Regions from separate parts of the Oryctolagus cuniculus genome. Here region 1 is linked to region 2. The links are chromatin contacts, called in public Micro-C maps. All regions are on one chromosome and are shown on one strand. The core of a region is the stretch at or near the end of the contact, and the rest is flanking DNA. Distances in the headings are between cores, read along the strand shown.

What was found. A called contact is a pair of places that touch in the nucleus more often than the background predicts.
Region 1: a Micro-C map of ear pinna shows a contact between it and region 2, with 7 times the contacts expected there. The contact joins two enhancer-like sites. A contact is called at or near these places in 2 of 6 Hi-C or Micro-C datasets (ear pinna and an unstated tissue).

What each region holds. Positions count from the first base shown.
Region 1 is chr10:85,660,105-85,664,848 of mOryCun1.1, forward strand. No RefSeq gene overlaps it. Among named protein-coding and RNA genes, the nearest start is that of PSMD6, 7.2 kb to the right of the region's middle. Within about 2 kb of position 1,522, at least 1 of the 8 cell types and tissues checked has an H3K27ac peak or open chromatin away from gene starts, as enhancers often do. A contact at or near this core is called in ear pinna, where this site is marked.
Region 2 is chr10:85,473,496-85,478,644 of mOryCun1.1, forward strand. It overlaps PRICKLE2 (prickle planar cell polarity protein 2), which reads left to right. Exons shown (of 9, transcript XM_002713291.5): 3 at 2,713-2,896. Among named protein-coding and RNA genes, the nearest start is that of PSMD6, 190 kb to the right of the region's middle. Within about 2 kb of position 2,801, at least 1 of the 8 cell types and tissues checked has an H3K27ac peak or open chromatin away from gene starts, as enhancers often do. A contact at or near this core is called in ear pinna, where this site is marked.

The DNA.
Region 1 (4,744 bases), core at 272-2,771, 190 kb after region 2:
CGAAAAGGGGGAAATGTGGTGGAACGAGAAGGCCATGCCAAGATGGCCACTGGCAAGCCAGTGTCAGTTACTCAGGAATGGCTTTGAAATCCACCTGGCAACAGAGCCTGCCTGGCAACAGGCTGTGATTGGATGGCTTCGGAAACCACATGACAATGGAGCCTGACTGACAACAGGCTGTGATTGGATGGTTTTGGAAACTGCCTGGCAACAGGGTATGATTGGTTAGGGCATAGACCGCCCCTTGACCGGATTGGCTGCCTTGGCTATATAAGGTACTATACCAACTGCAATAAACGAGTCTGCAGGCTGCTTGCCTCACGCCTGCTTTCACCTGACTCCTGGGGTCTGTGTGGTGACTCCCCGCCTCTTGCCCCCACCACGCTCCTCCTCTCAGAACGAATCCACAGCAACATCGTTCCTGCTCACCCTGGGAGGCATCAGATGATGCCTTGGGTACTTGGATTCTCGCCACTCACATGGGAGACCCAGATGGAGTTCTGGGCTCCTGGCTTCAGCCTGACCCAACCCGGGCTATAGTGGGCATTTGGGGAGTGAACCAGCAGATGGTTGATCTGTCTCTCTGCCTTTTGAGTAAATAAAATAAGTAGGAGTTGCTTTTCTTTAAGTGACTTTATATATACTTAATTGTACTTGAACAAGCACCTGCAACACAGAAGGTGGTATATGGATTTAGTGACATAATGATTATTATTAATTTATGATAGATAGCAAAATAAAAGTTTCCTTATATGTATGACCCATTTAACTTACGAGGACATCAGAATCTTAGATGCAGTGCAGCTCAGATGTGTGTTTTCCGTGGTTTGAATTCATCAAGAACCCTGGCTTACAGGACACTGCTCCCGAGTCACCTCGTTCTTCACCCTTGTCCTCATTGGTATCATTCTAACTCTCTGTTAAAAATTACCGGCTTGGAAATCTTCTTTTCTCTTTTGAAATAATTATTTGAAAAGCAGAGTGACAGAGAGGGAGAGACAGTGAAAGAGACCTCCCAGACCTTGGTTCACTCCTCCAACAGCCGCAAGGGTGGGAGCCGGCCCGTAGGAAACCCAAGCCTGGGTCGTCATGGGGGTCTCCCAAGTGAGTGGCAGGGGCCCCAGGTAGGCCATCACTGGTGTCACGGGGTGGTGGCCTAACCCACTGGGCCACAGCGCTGGTCTCAACTTGGAATCATTGTGGGTTAAGGTTTTAGAATTTTTGGTTTGGTGGCCACATGTATCTGGTGGACCTTGACTCAGTACACGGTTGGCTGAAGGGAGGAAATAAAGACTTGGACATTTTCTGAGGCAGCAGTGGACGTCAGCGTTTAGAGTGGGGGAAGTGGTTCTTTAAGGCTCTTTGGCTTCATGGCAAAGTAGAATTCGGGGCGGCGTTTCTAAGGACATGCCCAGTTTTTATGGGAGTGGTTTTCTCCCTGATGAGAATCAGAAAACACCGAGATTTGCTGCGATTCCTAGCAAATGCCTCGGTAGCGTGCACCCGTCCCCTCCGCAGGGGTGTGGGCATCCCGCACCCACCTGGCCCGGAATTCCCAGAGGCCTGAGCAGCCTCGGGGCCTGGCTCTGCGGGACTCTGTGGGTGCTGCTGCCCTCTGCTGGTCATCGCATGAAACACCGCACACGTTTCCCCTAGAGCTTTTCAGAAAATGAAGGCTGTGACCCTGTGAGAAATCACAGGGAGCTGAGACTGGCTTTCAAAGCAGGATGGGTTAGAAACTCCTGCAGCCCTAGAGCCTGCCCCGCCCCCCAGGTCCACTGCAAGAAAGAAAGAAAAAAAAAACTCAAAAGAAAAGCAGCATAGCAATGCAGTAGATAAATCCAGTACAGTTCTGCTGTGTCTCACGCTGGGTGCAGCTCTTGGTCAATGTGCACAGTGTGGGTATTTCCCAAAGGTCACCTCTCCTGTCTCTGATTTACTAAGTTTTATGGTGGCTAATACAGTGCCATTGTCAATGTGTCCAGGGTTCTTTGTTCAAGTTTTAGAAGAAATTGCAAGTTATGAGCTCTGTGTTCTTTTTTTTTCCTTTTTTATTTATTTATTTATTTTTTGACAGAGTGGACAGTGAGAGAGAGAGACAGAGAGAAAGGTCTTCCTTTTGCCGTTGGTTCACCCTCCAATGGCCGCCGTGGCCAGCGCGCTGCGGCCGGCGCACCACGCTGATCCGATGGCAGGAGCCAGGTACTTCTCCTGGTCTCCCATGGGGTGCAGGGGCCCAAGGACTTGGGCCATCCTCCACTGCACTCCCTGGCCACAGCAGAGAGCTAGCCTGGAAGAGGGGCAACCGGGACAGAATCCGGCGCCCTGACCAGGACTAGAACCGGTGTGCCAGTGCCACTAGGTGGAGGATTGCCAGTTGAGCTGCGGCACTGGCCATGAGCTCTGTGTTCTAACTGACAAAGTCCATCTGGAAATAGTCTGAATTTGTACCCTTTTTTCACCCTTGATACTCTTTACCATTTTATTTTGTAAAGATTTATTTATTTATTTGAAAGGCAGAATTATAATGAGAGAGAGAGAGATCAATCTTCCACCTGCTGGTTTACTCCCCAAATGGCCACAATGGCTGGGGCTGGAACAGTCTGAAGCGAGGAGCCAGGAGCTTCTTCTGCTCTCCCACTCGTGTACTGGGGCCTAGTGCCTTGGGCCATCATCTGCTACTTTCCAGGCACATTAGCAGGGAGCTGGCTCAGAAGTGGAGCATCTGGGACTTGAACTGGCACTCCCATATGTGATGTTGGCGCGGCAGGCTGTGGCTTAACCTATTGCACCACACTGCTGATCTGACTATTTTATTTTATTTTAAGATTGATTTATTTATTTGAGAGGCAGAGAGAGAAGGAGGGAGGTAGGGAGTCTTCCATCTGCTGGATCACTCCCCAAATGGCCACAACACCCAGAGCTGTGCCAATCCAAAGCCAGGAGCCAGAGCTGCTTCTGGGTCTCGCATGCTGCTGTGGGAACCCAAAGACTTGGGCCATCTTCTACTGTTTTCCCAGGTCATAGTAGAGAGCTGGATTGGAAGTGGAGCAGCTGGGACTTGAACCAGTGCCCATATGGGATGCTGGCACTGCAGGCAGTGGCTTTATCAGCTATGCCACAGCACCGGCCTCACACTATTTTATTTTTTAAAGTTTTATTTATTTACTTATACATGTGTTTGAAAGTCATAGTGACTGAGAAAAGGCGGTGGGGAGGGAGGGAGGGAGGGAGGGATGGAGAGAGAGAGAGAGAGAGAGAGAGAGAGGGGTCTTCTGTTTACTGGTTCACTCCTCAGATGGCTGCAACAGCTAGGTCTGGGTCAGACTGAAGCCAGGAGCCAGGAACTCCATCCTTTCTCCATCATTGGCGACAGGGATCCAACCTGCTGCTTCTCCGGTGAATTAGCGGGAGACTGGATCAGAAGTAGAGTAGCGAGGACTCAGACACTCCCATAGGGGATGCCGGCGTCAAAAGGGGGTGGCCTGATCCACTGCATAACAAGGCCTGCCCTGTCCACCTTAACCTAGCTGTTAATTGGTCTTCTTTATTTAATAGACACCACTCCCTGTGAGTGCATACCCACTTATTTGTATCTTTTTGCAGCTGCCTTGTGTGTCACACAGTATCATTCACTCAGCTGTTCTGTCTTTGAGTGTTCATGTTGTTTCTAATTTCACAGTCTCAGATAATATTACATGCATAACATTTTGTATATGTCTTTTTACATTATTGGAGAAGTGTCTTCGAGGTATGTTCCCAGAGATGGAATTGCAGGGTCACGGGGTGAATAGGTGCTTGCATTCAACATCATTCCTTGGAGCAGATCCGATCAGGCTGTAAGTGGTCAGTGTTGACTGTGAGGGTAAGAAAGCAAGAGAAGAAGAAGGGAAGATTGAAAGTCAGGTGTGTGGGCGTGGCTCAGCAGTGCCCAAGAAGGCAGGGTGATTGGAAAGGAAGGATGGGTGACCTTGACCTTTTGGAAAGAACAGAAACAGTAGCACAAATGGTCTTTGTAGAAACAGATTTCCTGCTGGCTCTGTGTCTAGCGACATCCAGGTGAACTTGTCCCACGGTTGCTGGAGGGTGGCTCCTGGGTGCAGTCACTTTGTGCGACTTGGTTCTTCTTTCTGCCCACTGCCCGTCAGCTACTCCCTACCTCTTCTGCTCGGATGGCTGAATGCCTTCCTCCTGTCCACGCGTGCCATGGTTGCCGTGGGCTGCTTGCTTCCCGACCTCCCGTGGCTCCGATCCCTGCTCGGCCTTCCTGTTTCCTTGCACTATGGTGTCTCTGCCCACAAGCAATGCTGAATCTAATTCCAAGCAGCCAGAGTGTACGTGGCCCAGGTTTTCTATTTGGGACAGGGTTTTCTGTGCCAGGGTCCCTGTTGGCCACAGGAATTTGCTGAGCTGCAGCTCTGACTGGTTCCCTGGGTGTCGTGTGTCTACCTAGGGTGACCCCAAGAGATATGACAGGCTCCCTGATAGATGCGCACAATGCAGATTGTTCCCCCAGAAATGGGCCGATGGCCTCGTCTCAGATTCTGTTACAACTTCTGGGATTTTTTACTGCGATGTTTTTCAGGGTGGGTGCTCTTAGGCCAATGTGGATGGCTGTGTGCTTTCCAAAAAATTATTTATCCTATGCATTCGAAAGGCAGAGTGACAGACACACCCACGCAGACTGCAAGAGCGCGCTCCCATCTGCTGGCTCCCTCCCCAAATGTGTCTGCTTATTTTTGAA
Region 2 (5,149 bases), core at 1,551-4,050:
GTGTTAATTACAGAGTTCAACCAATAGTATTAAGTAGAACAACAACAACAACAAAAAAAAAAAACTAAAAGGGATAAAGTATTAAGTTGTTCAGAGGAACAAAGTTCAGTACTTAATGATTTCAAAGCTATAGTGAGCTGGGGCTGTGTGGCACAGTGAGTTAAACTGCCCTGTAGCCCAAATTGAAGCGCAACTTCCGAGTCCTGGTTGCTCTGCTTCCAATCCAGCTTCCTGAGAATGTGCCTGGAAGTCATTGGAAGATGGCTGTTGGGCCCCTGCCACTCAGGTGGAAGACTAGAATGGAATTCCTGGCTCCTGGCTTCTGCCTGGGCCAGACTTGACTGCTTGACTGTTGTAGCCATTTGGGGAGTGAACCAGTAGATGAAAGAGATCTCTCTCTTTCTTTCTCTCCTCCCCTCCCCGTCCTGTCTCTGTGGCTCTGTCAAATAAAAAAGTAAATGTATTTTTAAAAATGCTTACAGCTCAACAGTAATGACACAAATATCCCAATGGGAAAATAGACCAAGGATTTGAATGGATGTTTTCCCATGTATAATAAGTACATAAATAAAAAGATGTATAAAAAGTATATAAAGAGATGCTCAATATCATTAGCCTTTAGTGAAATGCAGATCAAACCCATAGTTAGATGCCATTGCACACCCAGAAGAATGACTTTAAGCACAAAGACAAAATATAAAGTCAAGGGTCTGGAGAAAATGCAACTCTTATTCACCAGTGGTGGGAATGTAGACTGGATCTGATATTTGGGAAAACAAGCTATCTGTCTAAAAATTCTGGACAGTTTTTCGAAATATTCAGTATCAAGTTACCATATGACTCAGCAGTACCCTATTCCTCCCTGGATAGCCAAGAAAACGGAAAGCAGATGCCCACACAGAATACTGGCATATACATATTCTGAGCAGCGTTCTGCACAGCCATGGAAAGAATGCAGATGTCCACCAACTGAGGAAAGGGGAGGTGTGATGTATCCATACAGTTCAGACTTTTTCAGCAATAACAGGAAATGAAGCGTTGATACATGCTTAAACCTAGATTAACCTTAACATCATGCTATGTGAAAGAAGCCAGTTTCAAAAGACTACATATCATATGATTCCATTTATGTAAAATGTCCCGAATAGGCAAAACCATAGAGACAGAAAATAGGTTAGTGATTGTCAGGGTGTGGGGGTCGGGCATTTGGGAAGTTAATGTTACTGCTCATGGGATTTCTTTTGTGTGTGACAAAAATATTGTAAAATTAGAGTGAGGAATACCTAAGTCCTTGTATATACTAACAGCCAGTGAATTATGCACTTTATTTTTTTTTAAAGATTTATTTATTTATTTGAAAGGCAGAGTTACAGAGAGACAGAGGCAGAGGCAGAGAGAGAGAGAGAGAGAGATCTTCCATCCCCTAGTTCAATACCCAGATGGCCTCAATGGCTAGAGCTGTGCCAATCAGAAGCCAGGAGCTGCTTCTGGGTCTCCCATGAGTGTGCAGGAACCCAAGGACTTGGGCCACCTTCTACTGCTTTCCCAGGCCATAGCAGAGAGCTGGATCAGAAGTGGAGCAGCAGGGACTCAAATCGGCGTCCATATGGGATGCCCACACTGCAAGGCGGCGGCTTTACCAACTATGCCGTAGCGCCGGCCCCAAATTCTGCACTTTAAAATGGTGCATTTTATGGTATGTGAATTTTTTTTTCTAACAAAGCTGTTATCAAAAAATTCAGGCACATGTGGGGATTAGAATTCTAGGCTCTTTCATTGCCTTTATAAGGTGCTACTGAAACAAATAAAAAAGATCATAGAATAGTTTATTTTCTTAAAATTTTCTCCCCCACTCCTTTCTTTTCTTTGTATTTTATTGAAACTAGAAATAGTTTTGTGTTGCTGACATCAACATTTTTATTGCTTCATCATTTTTTGTAGCCATGGATAAAGGACCAGATGGTAACCTTAAATGAAAAATGTTCAGTCTGAGGGAGAGATTTTTATCTTTGGCTATTGCCTTTTGAAATCATTCACATGCATGGTCTTCTGGTATATTCAAAACAACTACCAACATAGGGCAAACTTGGGTTTCTAATTAGCATTTCAACCCTTTCTGGCTCTTTAGGTAGAAATGTCTTTCCCATGAGGTCTTAGGGCAAGATTTGTTGAGAGGGGAAAAAATTATGTTTGCTTTTCCTAAAGAAAATCTCACCCACAATTCCTTTTAAAAACCACTCCTTCTGTTTTCCAAGGCTTAAGAAGCAGTGTGTTGTCAGTGTTCGTTAAATCTGCCGGTTGTGTTTCTGGTCAGCATATGTATTAAGTGTGTTTAATTGCTATTACAGTCAAGGAAATTGTGGTCACAGTCCATATGCGGCGGTCGGCCTCAGCAAATCAAAGTCATATGACCATTTCCCTTGAGACGCTGACTTAGAAGAAAAGGCTGCCGTCTGTGTGTCAACATTCGTAACACGCTTACCTGGTGGCTTCTGCTTTTGCACGGTGTTGTCTCACGCGCCTGCCACGCCTTCTACAAAGACAGGCGTGCTCTGGAACATAGCTTAAGATGCTTCTGCCAGAAGCCTGTTGCCAAGGAATGTGTTTATGGTTTGGGATCCAAGGACTGGTGACGAGCAGGCTTATGGAAAGAAATTGGTGGTGTTTTTTTTTTTTTTCTTTCTCCTCACCTGCCACCTTTGCTGCCTGCAGGAAGATCTGTCTGCACTGCAAGTGTCCCCAGGAGGAGCACATGGTGACAGTGATGCCGCTGGAGATGGAGAAGACCATCAGCAAACTCATGTTTGACTTCCAGAGGAACTCGACCTCAGATGATGACTCGGGCTGCGCCTTGGAGGAGTATGCCTGGGTCCCGCCGGGGCTGAAGCCGGAACAGGTACCATCCTTGCCGGGAGTGCCGTGGGGGGTTTTGGCTTTTCACTTGGTCTTGCTGGTCCTTCCTCATTCCAGTTCAGAAGTAAAGAGTTGTCTTTGCTGATTCAGAAAAAACAGTTGGGGCCAAATGGCTTGACGATGTCACCAGCCCGCTGGGAAATGAGGAAGGGAAATGGAATTGAGCCTGGAGGGATCCATGGCGAATTCATTCTGTGTTGCCAGGATTAATTGTGAACAGGGACTTTCTAGAAACGACTCAGACATGTTGGCTTTCACACAAACAAAACTTCATTCTTTTAGGGGGAACGAAGAAGAGCTCTACTTTGACCATGAATCTTGACCTTCAGATTCTTTATAAAGCAGAGTGAGGAAGTGTGAATGTGCCATACTCTTGCCAGTGATATATGCTATGTTTAAACATTAAGATTGGCCTCACTTTACAAAGAAAGACTTTGACATTTCCTGAAATATTTTGGCACTACCCACAGGCTGTAAATATTATTGACTTGGTGAGAAGAAGTTGGTTTCCTTCTGTTTCATTGCATATTTGTTGCTGGTATACAGATTTTGTTTTGCATTTCTTGGTACTTGGAATTTTCTCTTCCAACATCCCCATGCCAGCTTAGAAGCCCTTGGGTAAACTGGGGATTTTTATGACCTCCCTCTGAGCTTTCAGAGACAGCATGGCTGGAATCCTAGGACTTTGTCCATTGTCACCTATTCCTGACACATCAAGATTTCTTTCTTAGTGTCTGACAGGTTGTTTTAGAGCTCAGACAGCCTTGAAATGTTAATATAATATGGGAACTTTCGATGTGATAATAATTTTAGAAAAAGTTCTTCATGATTCAAGAAGAACCAGGAATTCACCAGTAACTTGCAGGTAATAGCTATTAGTTATTTCTCATTTTCTTCCTCCAGTGTTGAGGGTTCAAGTGGGTAGATGAAGAAGGACACACAGATAGGATGTGTTCAGTCTTCAAGATATAGTTTAAAAGCTTCATTATTTAACTGCTGTCTTTTGGATATGAGTTGGGCTCCAACCTCAGGCAGATGTTAAATCCCCAGAGTCGTGGGTTACTGGTAGAAGAGGGTGGAAATGTACTCAAGACATGCTGTTTGGAAGGCGGGCCCAGTGGGAGGTCCTTAGGTCATTAGAGACAAACCGCCAGGAGATAATTCTCTCAAGAGGGTTGTGATAAAAACCTTGTTTGGGTGCCAGCATTGTGGCATCGCTGCCTGAGATGCTGGAATCCCAGGTGAGCGCTGTTTCAAGTCCTGGCTACTCCACTTCTGGTCCAGCTCCTTGCTAATGCACCCTGGGAAGCAGCAGAAAATGGCCCAAATACTTGGACGCCTGCCACTCATGTGAGAGACCCAGAAGAAGATCCTGGCTCCTGGCTTTGGCCTGGCACAGCCCCAGTAGTTGCATCTACTTCTCATGCTAACTTTCATATAAATAAAAGTAGTAATTTAAAAATTTTCCACTGGGGCCCAGCTGCTGGGTTTCATGGCTCACCATGTGATCCTTCCTCTATGGGCACAACACCGTTGCTGTCTGCTACTCCACTTAGAGGCGGTACCAGTGGAACTGTCCAGTCTTGAAACTCCAACACTATTAGCTAAATAAACTTTGTTTCTTAATAAAGTTAATGGCCCCACTATTTCACTGTATAACAAAAAGATGATTTGGACAGCTACCACTACTGAAAAATTAGGCATCTTTCATGTAAAAGCTAATATTTGTCTTTTAGACATTTGCAGATAGGAACTTTCCTTCCTGCAAAGATATAATCAGCTGCACTAGAGTGCTCGTCATTCCTTTTAGACAAAATTTGATTGCATCCTGATCTGCATTAAATCCACTCTGTCCTTTTGTGTTACCTTCCTGACCCTAGAGACTCTTCAGGTTTGTTGTCTCTGTTCTGATTCTTACTATGAGGAGGGCAACTGTTATTTCAGAAACATTCACAGAGAATAATCTAGAGGAGAACTGAAAGTAGTTCTCTGCTATAGTAGTGATACTGGCAAGAAAAAAAAAAAAGAAATGGTTATTTCTTTCTTTTGTTCTGTTTCATTAAAAATTGTAATATTGAAGCACTCTTAAGCAGGGTGAGAGCATTTGATTGAGTCTGTCTGGAAACCCAGATGAGGTAGTTGATTGAATATCTTGTTTGACATTGCCATGCTGCTGCCAGGACTTGAGCAGTGAGTTCTCACACCTAGATAGATCTGTGAGCTCATTTTCCTACCA